Linked DNA regions of Mus musculus: region 2 is linked to region 1. Evidence: chromatin contacts called from public targeted proximity ligation data. All regions are on one chromosome and are shown on one strand. The core of a region is the stretch at or near the end of the contact, and the rest is flanking DNA. Distances in the headings are between cores, read along the strand shown.

Region 1 (2,910 bases), core at 237-2,736:
GGGCCCCTAGGACTCCATGGCATCATGGAGGTGCCTCTGAGATTCCTACCAACTATAATCCTGATTCCCTTGATCAAGGGCAGGGTCTCTTTGTATTTCATCTACCATGTACCTCATTCAAAACAGATACTCAACAGATACGTAATGGATGGTTTAAAGAAGGATGAATGATAGAGTCTAGTAGCTTCTGAATAGCTCATGTTGCCAGGGGCAGTGGGAAGAAGAAAATCAGCTGACCTCAAGAAATGACAGCCATTCCTATTTCTCTTCCTACTCTCTATCTCTGTCTCTCTCTGTGTGCGTGTGCGTGCGTGCGTGTGTGTGTGTGTGTGTGTGTGTGTGTGTGTCTGTCTGTCTGTCTGTCTGTCTGTCTGTCTCTGTCTCTCTCTCTTTCTCGCTCTCTCATTCTCTGGCTGTGATTTTCCAGTGTCAGAGAACAGAGGGGAAACAAGGACAGCTTGGCTGCAGTAGAGGAGCTATTTAAGACAGCACACAAAAAGCTGCCTCTGTTACCGGCCTTGTTTTCTGTGGCTAACATGACTCCCTAAGGCCTGTCTCAAGTTCCTTTCACAAGGTAAAAGTCCCTGTGGAAGATGAAATGAAAGACTCTCAAATGATTCTTCCAACCACACAGGAGATCTCTTTATGGTGTCTGCCTAGAGACTGAGTGCCAGCCAAGCCTACTAGGACATTACTAGGCTCCTGGAGATGTGCCACACACGGTGTCATCGGGTTCTGTTCCTTGGGATACTGTTAAAGGAAAATAGTCTATGGTCCCATCAGGGAATATTATACTGTGGCTGTCCCAAGAGCATCTAATTACAGTCACCTCATATCACACCTTTTTAATAATATTCTTAATTTATTATTTGAGAATTTCATACAAATAGACAATATATTTTGATCACATCCACCCTCATTCTCCCCCCCCCCAACTCTTCCTGGAACCCTCTAACATGTATGCCTTCCAAATGCATGTCCCCAACCCCCTTTTTAAAGATCCTATCGAGTCCAATTAATGCTGCCCATATGTGCTTGGCTTTGGGGCTATCCACTTGAACATAGGCAACCTAGCAGTGGCTGTCCTCCTAAGAGTAACGCCACTCCCCCTCCAGAAATCTGCCAATAGTTCCTCAGCTGGGGTGGAGCCTCACCAGGCCTTCTCCCATTCACACTGGAATTTTGACTGGCTTGCTCTTACATGTGTAACAGTCTCATGACTCTGAGTAGCCAAACACGTTCTGATTCAATTTGAGGACTGCTCTCCATGAGAAAATGTATGCCTAGTAATATAAACATGGTCAAAAAACCCATGGACAGGAAAGTGATAGGTCCTAGAAGAGAACCTACTATTGCTATTTTCCTAAATGCCCCGTGCTGTCAAATGACTGTCTAAATATCTACATTTATACATATACATCTGTGCAGTTGCTCTCTGCCTTGGTCAGATTCTGTGGTGGACAGTGGTTAATACAAGGACTCATAACTGTCTAAGCATTGAGAATACATAACTATGAGTCATCTCCCTTTAACACTGAATTCATTCATTCACACTGACTTTCAATTTGTGAACTAGCAGTAAGCTGAATTAAACATTAGAGGGAGGGGGTTTCCTTTAAAATTTCGGGTCTCTCTCCCTAGGAGTTTTTTAAGAACAGCCAGTGTCTGCTCCCAGAGAAGGAATGAAACATGCAGACAAGCTTTGATCCAATGTCTAAAGTTCCAGGTGTCCCGCATACAGTCATGGCTCTTGTTGTCGATGTGACTTAACCTGGTGATGAACTTAGCTGCTCTAAGAGCCACTCTCATCAGGTGGCAGATGGAGTGACAGCACAAAGTTCTGAGAGCTGTCCCAGCTCCCAAAATATATTTTGCATCATGTCATTACGCCTGCAACAGATGCTAAGAATGTTGGGTTCTTGGTGGCTTTTCTTTTCTCAAGAGTCACATTCTTCTAATGCTCCTGGGAAGGACTGTATCATGATGCCACTGGGACCCTGGCCTTGAGACAGGACTATGACATTCAGCTGAGGTTAGAGGTCATATAACATATCCATACATATGTGAGAAGGTGAGAAAAACAGGACAGGGAAGGAAATCAGAGTTGCTGTGACTGTTGAGGGAACCCTTGCCTTATTCCCTGTGCACTTTTACCAACATAAAGTCACTGTCCTGTTCTTTAAGAAGTCTTTAAAACAAAGCATTTAATTACTCTCAAACCCCTGCCCTACACCCAGCCTCAAATCTCTCTTCATGGAAGAAGTGGCTGTTTTCTGAGATTAAAGTAATAGATGTCACCATCTGCCACCTATTGTTCTCTGACCCTCTCCTGAATAGTGTGCAGTTGGCAATGGGCCCAGTTGGCCACTTCTGCTCTCACTTAGGACAATATGACTTCAGCATTTATATTTTCCCTTTCCATTCCTGCCACTCATGAACGAGGTACATGGCCATACCCCAGCAAACACAAGGAGCTCCCACTGTTTCAACTCTTCAGTCTGGATCTGTGGTTAACCTTCCCTCCCTGGATAGGCTGAGAAAGATCTGTCTAGCAGATCAAAATTCTCCCTTGGAAAGGTCCCGAGGTCCACACTCAGAGGCAACTTTTAAGAATGCTGAAATGCTCATTTTCTCTGCCCGCTGGGTGTTATCAGTGACAAGACTGACATATGCAAACTGTCCCCAGTTTCTATTCCTGTTTCTCTATTTGTCACTGACTAGAGGAAAAGATGGTTGTGATTAATTAGGGTAGATATCACCCCAAGAGAAAAACAACATTAACTTGATTTTTAAGAAACAACTGAAAAATGGCAGCCAATTAAGATGTCATCTGTAGCATATGTTCCATTATTCCCACATCCTCTTAACAAATGCTTACTGTAGTTTACCTCTTGCTTCCAAGAAGTGCAG
Region 2 (2,910 bases), core at 109-2,608, 220 kb before region 1:
CTTTAATACAAACACTGAAACTCTGCAGATCACACCTCCAATTTGAGAACTGTGGTTTGAACCATCCTGATTACATTAGCTCCAGGTACAGATATTGAAATCCCAGGATAACAATACCAGAAACGAGGCAGAAACTTGTGTCCTGTATAATAACATTATCACAGCATGTTGTTCAGACCTGGTAAAGGGGTTACACTTCAGAAAATGGTTAGAGACCTAGAGTCCTGTTGTTTCAAGTATAAATTTTATACTTAAAAGTCAATGCATGGTCTAAAATGGTTGGTTGAGTCCCATCAGTTATATCCACATCCTGCACAGGAAGAAGGAATTAAAAAAAGGTAAATGGCTCAAAGTGACTTAAATCACTATGTGACACGTCTCTCAAATTTCTACCTAGAAGCTTACAGTTGTCTCCATTCTGAGTGACCAAGTCTGTAGCAAGAAATGAGAAGGATGTCTGAGGAGGCAGCTGTCTCTCACAATCTGTCACTTTGGCTACCACATATTCATACCTCACCTGTCCCCTCAGTGTGAAGATACCCATCTGGGAGAAGGCTCAAGTTCCTGAGCAGTGACTGTTGATCAAGAACAGCAGCATCCTGTCCTGTCTTTAAGTGACACTTTGGTATCAGATAACCTATACATGGAAAACACCTGATCCAACACACGTAGCATGTGCCAACCATTTCCATTCAGGCAGAGAAAGAGTTGGGATACAGTGGTCAGTAGTTCTTGCAATGATCATTACCCAGCAAAAATCCATCCTGGCCATCCAGCGGAAAATGTGGCTGAAGACTAGGGCTCACCTATTTGAAGAATTTGACAAAGGGAAGCCTAAGATGAGTGGGCATCCGTGAGCTGAGCTAGCTAGCTTCTGTAGCTGCCTTCAGCCTAGAGGCTGACATTCTACTTGGTGGGCGATTTGGCCTCTGTAGTTTTAAAAGCTCTCTACAAGAGTACAGAACCCAAGAGAGCTTTGGGTTCTCAAACTGTGGCTTTCCCTTGGAAACTCTGGGAAATGGGCCCTGTTTAGGATGGAAAGGAAAAAGCAGAAGGCTTCACAGAAAAGATTAGAACTGAGGAGCCAACAGAAGGAGGGGTCTGAAGGTGATCATCAGAAAATAGGATAAAGAGAAAAACCAAAGGTGCACCGAGGTGTATGCCCCCAAATGTTTCCGCATACACACTGAAGATGCTGGGTCCGAATCCCTGGAACTTGAGAGGCTGCTGTATAACGGGTTTGCATGCGGCATTAAGGATGTGGATAATTCAGTACCCAGTATAGGAAAAAGGGAGTGACTCCCAGCTCTGTTAATATCTTTGAGGATGGAGGAAAGAGGCCATGATCCAAGGAATTTGGACCACCTCCAGAGGCTGAGTCAGTAAGAAAACAGAGAATTTATATCCCCAGCTTCCTGCACGAGCAGGGAAATGGGCTCCCCTCTAGAAACTCCAGAAAGTGACAAAGCCCCTGGCACTTTGATTTTGTCTTTGTGAGACCCAGTGCTGAGAGATTAGCCAGGCCCACAAGACTTCTGACCTACAAGCCATGAGTTAATGCATTTGTGATCTGTGATACTTCATTATGGAAGAAGTAGTACTGATAGAGCACATACTTGAACTCCTTCATTTTCTGTTCTTCCCCCTAGCTAGTTATATTCTGCCAAATAATTCTTTGACACTGCTTGTGCCCCAATTGGTCCCTTGTGTTCTGTATACAGTTTAAGGCCAACTTGCAGATACCAGCCAGCCTGTTGCAGCATAAAACCCAGCAAACCAACAAGATCATACTGGCACATCTCAATTGCACTGTTTCCCAACTCAGTTTGGGAAGATGCATTTTCAACAACTCTTCTCTGTGTGTGTAATTCATCCTCCATCTTGAATCCAACAGCAGTTCATAGATTTTTGTGTGTGTGTAAAACCAGCTCTCTAGTTTCTTCTGGCTCATTGTTTCTTCTAGGTCTTTTCTTTCTGGATATTTACTGTCCTTGTCACGTATAAATAGCATTTAATTGTTTTCTATGTACAGCTTCTGTATAGGTTTTGTTTGCTCAAGCTGCTTATTTATGTAGTCATTTGCCTGTGTGGTCTTTTCTGTTTCTGACTTGGGTAGTCACCTGTCCGCCTGGTTGTGAGAGGTTGATTCTCCTATGCTGAGATGCTGTGCTTGGCTTAGGATTTTGCTGGAGATCATCAACACAGCGTGGGCAGTGCCTCTTCCTTCAGCTTTTGAGCAGGAGCGTCAAGAGTGGAAATTTTCATAGTTTCTTAAAAAAAAAAAATTGCCTTTTTTTTTTTTAATAGATGTTTCTTACCGGAGTAACAATTTCTGTCCTATCTGGTAGGATGTCTGTTTTTTAATCATAAATGTGTACTGGATTTTACAAACTGCTTTTTCTTCACCGAAGCAATCAACTGACTGTTTTGTTTTTTTTTTTTAAACTTCATTTCATTTTTGAGACAGGGTTTGCCTACTCTGTCCTTGAACTTGCTTCTGTCCCTGCTTCCTCCTGCCTGATGCTGGAATTATAGCCGTGTACCACCATGCTGGGGCCAAGATAGCTTCCTTTTCTCTTCTAAGACTTTGTTTCATGCCTCCCAGGGTGACCTGGAGTGAACTCCCTTTGTGACTGAGGCCAGCCTCGAATTCCTGACCCTCCAGGCTCCACCTTGTAAATGTGATGATTATAGGCACGCGTCCCTACCACACCTGGCCTAGAAAGCGCTTCAGCACCTGTAATCGCTCGTTCCCTTTACCCCTGTCGGGTCTACTCTTCAGTTTCGCAGGTCCCAAAGACAAGCAAAGTTAAGGGTGCAGGAGAAATGAAATTCCTTAACCTGGCAACTGCTTGGCTTTCCTGGTTACTGAAGTCTAGAAACTTCAAGAGAACGGCTCCAGCCCAGGCT

Evidence for each region.
Region 2: a targeted proximity ligation map of the NIH/3T3 cell line shows a contact between it and region 1, with 9 read pairs. A contact is called at or near these places in 3 of 130 datasets of targeted methods (the NIH/3T3 cell line, bone marrow-derived macrophages and pancreatic cancer cells).

What each region holds. Positions count from the first base shown.
Region 1 is chr15:58,553,922-58,556,831 of GRCm38.p6, reverse strand. The region is part of intron 6 of Fer1l6 (fer-1-like 6 (C. elegans)); the gene reads right to left. Among named protein-coding and RNA genes, the nearest start is that of Gm36451, 42 kb to the left of the region's middle.
Region 2 is chr15:58,776,004-58,778,913 of GRCm38.p6, reverse strand. No RefSeq gene overlaps it. Among named protein-coding and RNA genes, the nearest start is that of Gm41329, 18 kb to the right of the region's middle.